Linked DNA regions of Mus musculus: region 1 is linked to region 2. Evidence: chromatin contacts called from public promoter capture Hi-C data. All regions are on one chromosome and are shown on one strand. The core of a region is the stretch at or near the end of the contact, and the rest is flanking DNA. Distances in the headings are between cores, read along the strand shown.

Region 1 (2,700 bases), core at 112-2,611, 100 kb before region 2:
CTGAGTGTCCTGAGCTCTGGCCTGAGGTCTTTTCAGCTCCAGAAGGGTAGGACCATTAAGGGACTCAGGACTGCGTGCTGTTGAGAAGAAAGATGTCGGTGGTGGTGGGTTGTAAAAGAGGAGTCCAGTGGGCCCTTTCCTGCCATTGTGCAATGGTTTAATTATCATTCTTTGTGAAGGTGATGTTTCTGGAGGAGATAAGTCTAAGAAAGGGGTAAAGCGTAAGAAGACTGTAGAGGAAAGTGGAGAGACAGCAAAGCGGAGGTCTGCCCGGGTCCGAAACACCAAGTGCAAAAAAGAAGAGAAAGTGGATTTCCAGGGACTGCTAGTAAAGTTCCTGCCGTCCAGGTACTGGACACTTTGTGGTTTCTCTGATGTAACTGCAAACTGCTCTTCTTTCTCTCAGCAGCGCTTTTCAGCCTATTCCCACCCTCCCCACCGGTGCCTCCCTTGTTCCCCTTGATGCTTGCTTGAATAGAGTGTGTGGATGTCACTGAACTGAGTGCTTGGATTTTTCTCACCTCCTGAATACAGGAGCTGACTGGTTTATCCATTGGGGACTGGCTGCTTCCTGATTCTCACAAGATGAATGAGTCAGGAACGTGTAGTCATGAGACTCACTTTTTCTTGGGGTGCTTCAGGGCCGCAGCAAATGCTTATGGAAACCCCTGGAAGGAAGCCACCTGTTTCTCAGTGTATGTGTGCCTGCCTGGCTTTATATTGCTATTAGTTCCATTGCATTCTGAGAAGATGGAGCGTGCTCCTTCATTGTATTGGTTCTTCATGTTCCTCAAAGAATTCCAGGAGAGAAGGTGCCAGCTCTCTGAAACAGGAGGGCCTGGGCCCCTACTTCTGTCCTGGGTTTTTACTGCTCCTGCTCTGGCCCTGCTGTTCTTCAGGAGCCCCAGGGGCTCTCTCCTGAGCCTGTTTAGGATTTATTGTGCCAGTGGGCATGCTTCTTGGTGCCCCACTTTTGCTTTCCCGGGAGAGTGCGCTCTGATCCATCATTCTCCTCCCCAGCATCTGGGGGCATACTTTTGGCTTGCCAGGACTTTCTCTCATATCTCCGGTGTCTTCGTCTTTCTCCCTCCACTGTTACTTGAGTAGGGTTTCATCAGTACTCTGCCCAGATATCTCAAGTCTTTGGTTGTCATTTTGACCAGTGACAGTTTATATCAGTATTGTTTCTGACAGTGCAAGAGGAATCTAGAGGCTTTAGCAGACTTATGCATCCATTTTATATCAATACACTTAACTGCTCTTTGTTCCCTTCCTACCATCTCTCCCATGAGGGTGCAATTCTTAGAACTAGGGCTGTGTTTAGTGCACAGCTAAGACAGAGCCAAGGCAGAGATGTGGCGCCATCTGCTGGTTTCTCCTGAGATGCATTACAGGAAACAGCTGCTCTTTGGAAGAGTGAAGGAGTGTCTTGGAGTGGGTGAAATCTGTCTTCCTCTTCGCCCCACTGTCATACCCTGGCTCTTGTTTCTTGCCTTGTGTATGTGGAGCTGTGTCTACTGTATTTGGGTCAGTTTCTGTGAGGTTCGAGTATTCATTACTTTGGGTATTCCTATAACAGTATAGCAGCTTGCTTGCTGGAGTGTACATGCAGTTAATGTGGGGTTTATAGGTGCCCTGAGTGTTATGCTGTAGAGGTGCTACAAGGGTGGCCAAAACATGGTCCTTAGAAGAGTCTGTAGGGTGGTGCTGCAATGTGAGGAGCTCAGATGGGTGTGCCGTGTCCCCACGCTGGCAGCCCCGAGGCCCCTCAGCACCTCTGCCTTTGTACCTGGTCTTGAGCTTCTGCTTCTGCTTAGCCCTTCCTTGTTGTCAGCCCCGAGAGTATTCCCTCTGACTCTGCTCTCCAACGCAGAGTCCCCGTGGCTCTGTCTGAAGCAACTGCTTGGTGCTGGTCCTGATGTGGGCCGTTTGTGTTTTCCCTGCTCATGATCCACCTCTCCACCGAGGAGATGAACTCCCTGTATTTATGGTTGTGTGCCTGGCGCATGGCTTTGCTCAGCAGCCATCTGTTGGTGGCATAAATGAACAAGTGTGGGAACGATCAGTCACGGAAATCTGGAGAGACGCAGCGGCTCCTGGGGCCTGGGTGTGGATGCTCTCACCATCTGTTTCAGTCAATGCTATCTTGGCTTGATTTAGTTGCTCTACTAGGAGGCGTTGGGATGCTCTGTCACAGGGAGCGGGATGGCTGTCGTGATTTTAGCATGTTTCATGTAGGTTAAGAAAACTGGACCCTGAGGAGGAAGATGATCCATTTAATAACTATGAAGTTCAGGCAGAAGCCAAACTGGAGAGCTTCTCCAATGTGGGACCTCATCGCCTGTCCTTCGACTCAGCCACATTCATGGAATCTGGTAGGAGTGGGCAGTGTGCTCTGTCACTGCTGGGCAGTCTTCCTTCCATCAGCCTGGGACCTGCCTGGCTTCTGCTCTGCAGAGTGGTTCTAGGGTTTCATAAGAGTTGGAAAAAGGGCTGGAGAGATGGCTCAGTGGTTAAGAGCTCTGACTGCTCTACCAGAGGTCCTGAGTTCGATTCCCAGCAACCACATGGTGGCTTACAACCATCTGTAATGGGATCTGATGCCCTCTTCTGGTGTGTCTGAAGACAGCTACAGTGTACTCACATACATAACATAAATAAATAAATCTTTTTTTAAAATTGGTGGAGGAGCTGCCTGTG
Region 2 (2,700 bases), core at 85-2,584:
TGTGCCGCCATAGACTGAGCCCTCAATGGAGAAGAATCTGTTGACTAGACCTAATAATCCAAGGCCATGGATTGGAAGCATGGCAACCCAGGATGGGTCCTTACCAGGCCAGCCATCTGGACAGCCAAGACGCTGGGGACAGCAGTCACTTAGCCATACCCCTCTGCTTACCCATGCCTCTCAGGGTAGGGAGTTACCGCAATCCTGGGCCTGGGTTGTTAGCATCGACTGCTACCACCACAGGACCTCAGTGTGCACACAAAAGCACCCATATAGAGCCCCTTGTGGCTTAGTAGATTTTCTTTCCCCTGGAAGGTGGTGACTTCTCAACCAAATCCACCTATGGGGTTGCAGGTATAATAGGGGCAGGGTTACCTTAGGGGTAGTTGGTTCCCACTCCTATACCTCGGGTCTCCTCAGATACTCGTGGGAGACACTGTCACCTCCAGCCCCGACTAGTTCTGGGTAGTCATTCTAAGTGAGAGGGGACTAGGCCCATAGAACAATAGGCTGGCTGAGACCCAGGACCAGAGGAGAATCACAGATCAGATGGCTTTGGTTCACAAGCCAGCCACCTGAGCACCTCCTCCCCTGTGAGGCTAGCCAGTGTGTCTGCATTGAAACACTACAGATCCCCTGTCCTGATGTCTAGCCCAGGTGACAATCCCTGAGTGAGAGAGAGTCCCAGCTTTGGGGTCCTTCATGAGTCACCCTAGTATCAAGGTCTCCCAGAAGCCAGTAGCTGGTCTCCACCAGGCTCCTTCCTTCTAACCCTCAACAGGATCTGTTAGCTCCCCAACTGACAACACTGGAGCTAGGCTGGCCTCAGCCCTGGGCTCCTCCGTCTCGGTAGTGACTCTAAAGCTGGCTGGCTATTCATCAGAAATGACCCAGTCTCAAGTCCATGCTATGTGCTTAAAATCCAAACAGATTAATTCTTTCTCCACCTCCGCCTGTCAGGCTGAGTGTGTGTTAGCAACACCTCCCTAGGGGAAGCAGAGGTCTAGGTCTGCCCTAAGGGGCCAGGACTTCTCCCACCCAACCAACAGAAACCTCACACACAAGACTGGACTGTGACCCCAGGGTCTGAGCTGTCTCGCCATTCCGCTTCAGGTGCCAAAGGTCTTAGCATCTGGACGCTCCAGCCCCTCATTCTCACACAGGGTCCCAAGGCTGTGATGATGCTACAAGAATGTGCTAACTAGGCACTTCGGGCTCTGCCTGTCTATCGGCACCTGTGGACTTTGAGAGGGGGCGGGGAGGGCAGGGGAGGGGAGGAGTGATGCCGCAGAACGCTGGGCGGGGTCAGGAGGCGGGGCCTGGCCAGCCAGGCAAGAGCCTGCCCTGCAAATCTCTGAGCCACTGTGCTGCCTGCTGGTTGCAGACACAGGGCACACCATGAAGCTGGCCCTCCTGCCTTGGATTTTGATGCTGCTCTCAACAATACCAGGCCCCGGGTTCACAGCAGGTATGCCCCCACTTTGTCCTTCTGACCTCCCTGTTCATCTGCCTGATCAGCCAGGCCCTAAGCAGACACCCCTCTGGGCTCAGCTGTCTATCCATCTGGCAGTCCATCTGTGACTACACTGGGGAGTACTGGGAAGAAACTGGGGGGGTGGGGGGGGCTCCTGGATCTAGACACTTCTGGTGGAGATGGGAGGTCTGAACCAAGCTCATTCTGCACTCACATAAGGGCCTGGGAGGGAATCCCGGAAGACCAGAGCCTGCAGCCCAGCCTCTGTGAAGGGTGCAATCACACAGGGAACCCCCTGCCTCTCATCTGTCCCTGTGCTGGTCCTTCTCGGCGCAACCAAGAAAGTCTAGCAGGAAGGATGAGCCTAGAGCCATGGCCTTTCCCTGAGCTGAGCTGGGAGTTAACCAGCCTGCAGTCTCCTGCTTCACACAAGTGCCACCACCCTTCTGGTACTTTATCTCATGGCATCTTGAAGCATCTTCCCACACCCCTTGCAGTCGTTAAACCTTAGCCGATAAATATTTATTGCTGCTCCGGAGTATAAGCTTAGTGAGGTGGTCTAATGGCTTAGACCGCAGCCCGGCTCCTGGTGGATCTCCATCAAGGGTCTGGGGAAGGTGTGGTCTGGCCTGGGAATTTGTACCTCACCCCAGTCTCCACTTTTCAGCTCTGGGGCTGAAGTACAGCCCTACCACAGGTCTCCACAGCCCACAGAGGAAGTGGGCTGAACAGCTAGGCCTAGACAGGATGTTCCACAGTTTCTATGGGGTATTCCCAACTACACTGTGCTGCAACCCTCACTGGAATGTCCCCTCCTATCCCCTAAAAAGGGAGTGTCCTGGCTGCCTTCTCAGAGGGTGGGGCTCTCTGAGATTCAACTGTGTCCCACCCCCAGAAAGAGATGGGACAAGCTCAACCCAGATACCATTCCCTCCCCGGCCTTCAGTAGGACTCTTGGTGACTATGTACCCTATCAGAAAGCACGGGGACCCTTTTTTAGCTGTGAGGACCCACAAAGCCACTCCATTACCTGTGCTAAAATGGAGCCCCGCCCACAGAGCCGGTGGCTTTCCACCATGCCACTTGGTAGCCATAGCAATCCCTGGTCTGTCTCATGGACGCTTCTCACAGGCTCCAGGGGAAACGGGCCCTGTTGGTCAGGCAGCTGACCCTGGGACACGGGGCTTTCTTCTCCAGGTGCCCAGGGAAGCTGTTCCCTGCGCTGC

Evidence for each region. Promoter capture Hi-C pulls out the DNA fragments that hold promoters and counts their contacts.
Region 1: a promoter capture Hi-C map of hippocampal neurons shows a contact between it and region 2, with 2.1 times the contacts expected there. The contact joins the enhancer-like site here to the promoter of Susd2 in region 2. A contact is called at or near these places in 12 of 39 promoter capture datasets (the 3T3-L1 cell line, the C10 cell line, the HPC-7 cell line and 8 more), 3 of 15 datasets of contacts at CTCF or cohesin (CD8 T cells, the NIH/3T3 cell line and embryonic stem cells), 3 of 484 Hi-C or Micro-C datasets (B cells, cerebral cortex and nephron progenitors), 2 of 115 datasets of contacts at active chromatin or transcription factors (both in embryonic stem cells) and 4 of 9 other capture datasets (adipose tissue, embryonic stem cells, liver and 1 more).

Annotation. Positions count from the first base shown.
Region 1 is chr10:75,742,877-75,745,576 of GRCm38.p6, reverse strand. Cabin1 (calcineurin binding protein 1) reads left to right here. Exons shown (of 37, transcript NM_172549.3): 10 at 180-348; 11 at 2,239-2,375. Among named protein-coding and RNA genes, the nearest start is that of Cabin1, 20 kb to the left of the region's middle. Within about 2 kb of position 1,361, at least 26 of the 459 cell types and tissues checked have an H3K27ac peak or open chromatin away from gene starts, as enhancers often do. A contact at or near this core is called in cerebral cortex and hippocampal neurons, where this site is marked.
Region 2 is chr10:75,642,642-75,645,341 of GRCm38.p6, reverse strand. Susd2 (sushi domain containing 2) reads left to right here and starts at 1,334. Exons shown (of 15, transcript NM_027890.5): 1 at 1,334-1,468; 2 at 2,672-2,700. The coding sequence starts at 1,399.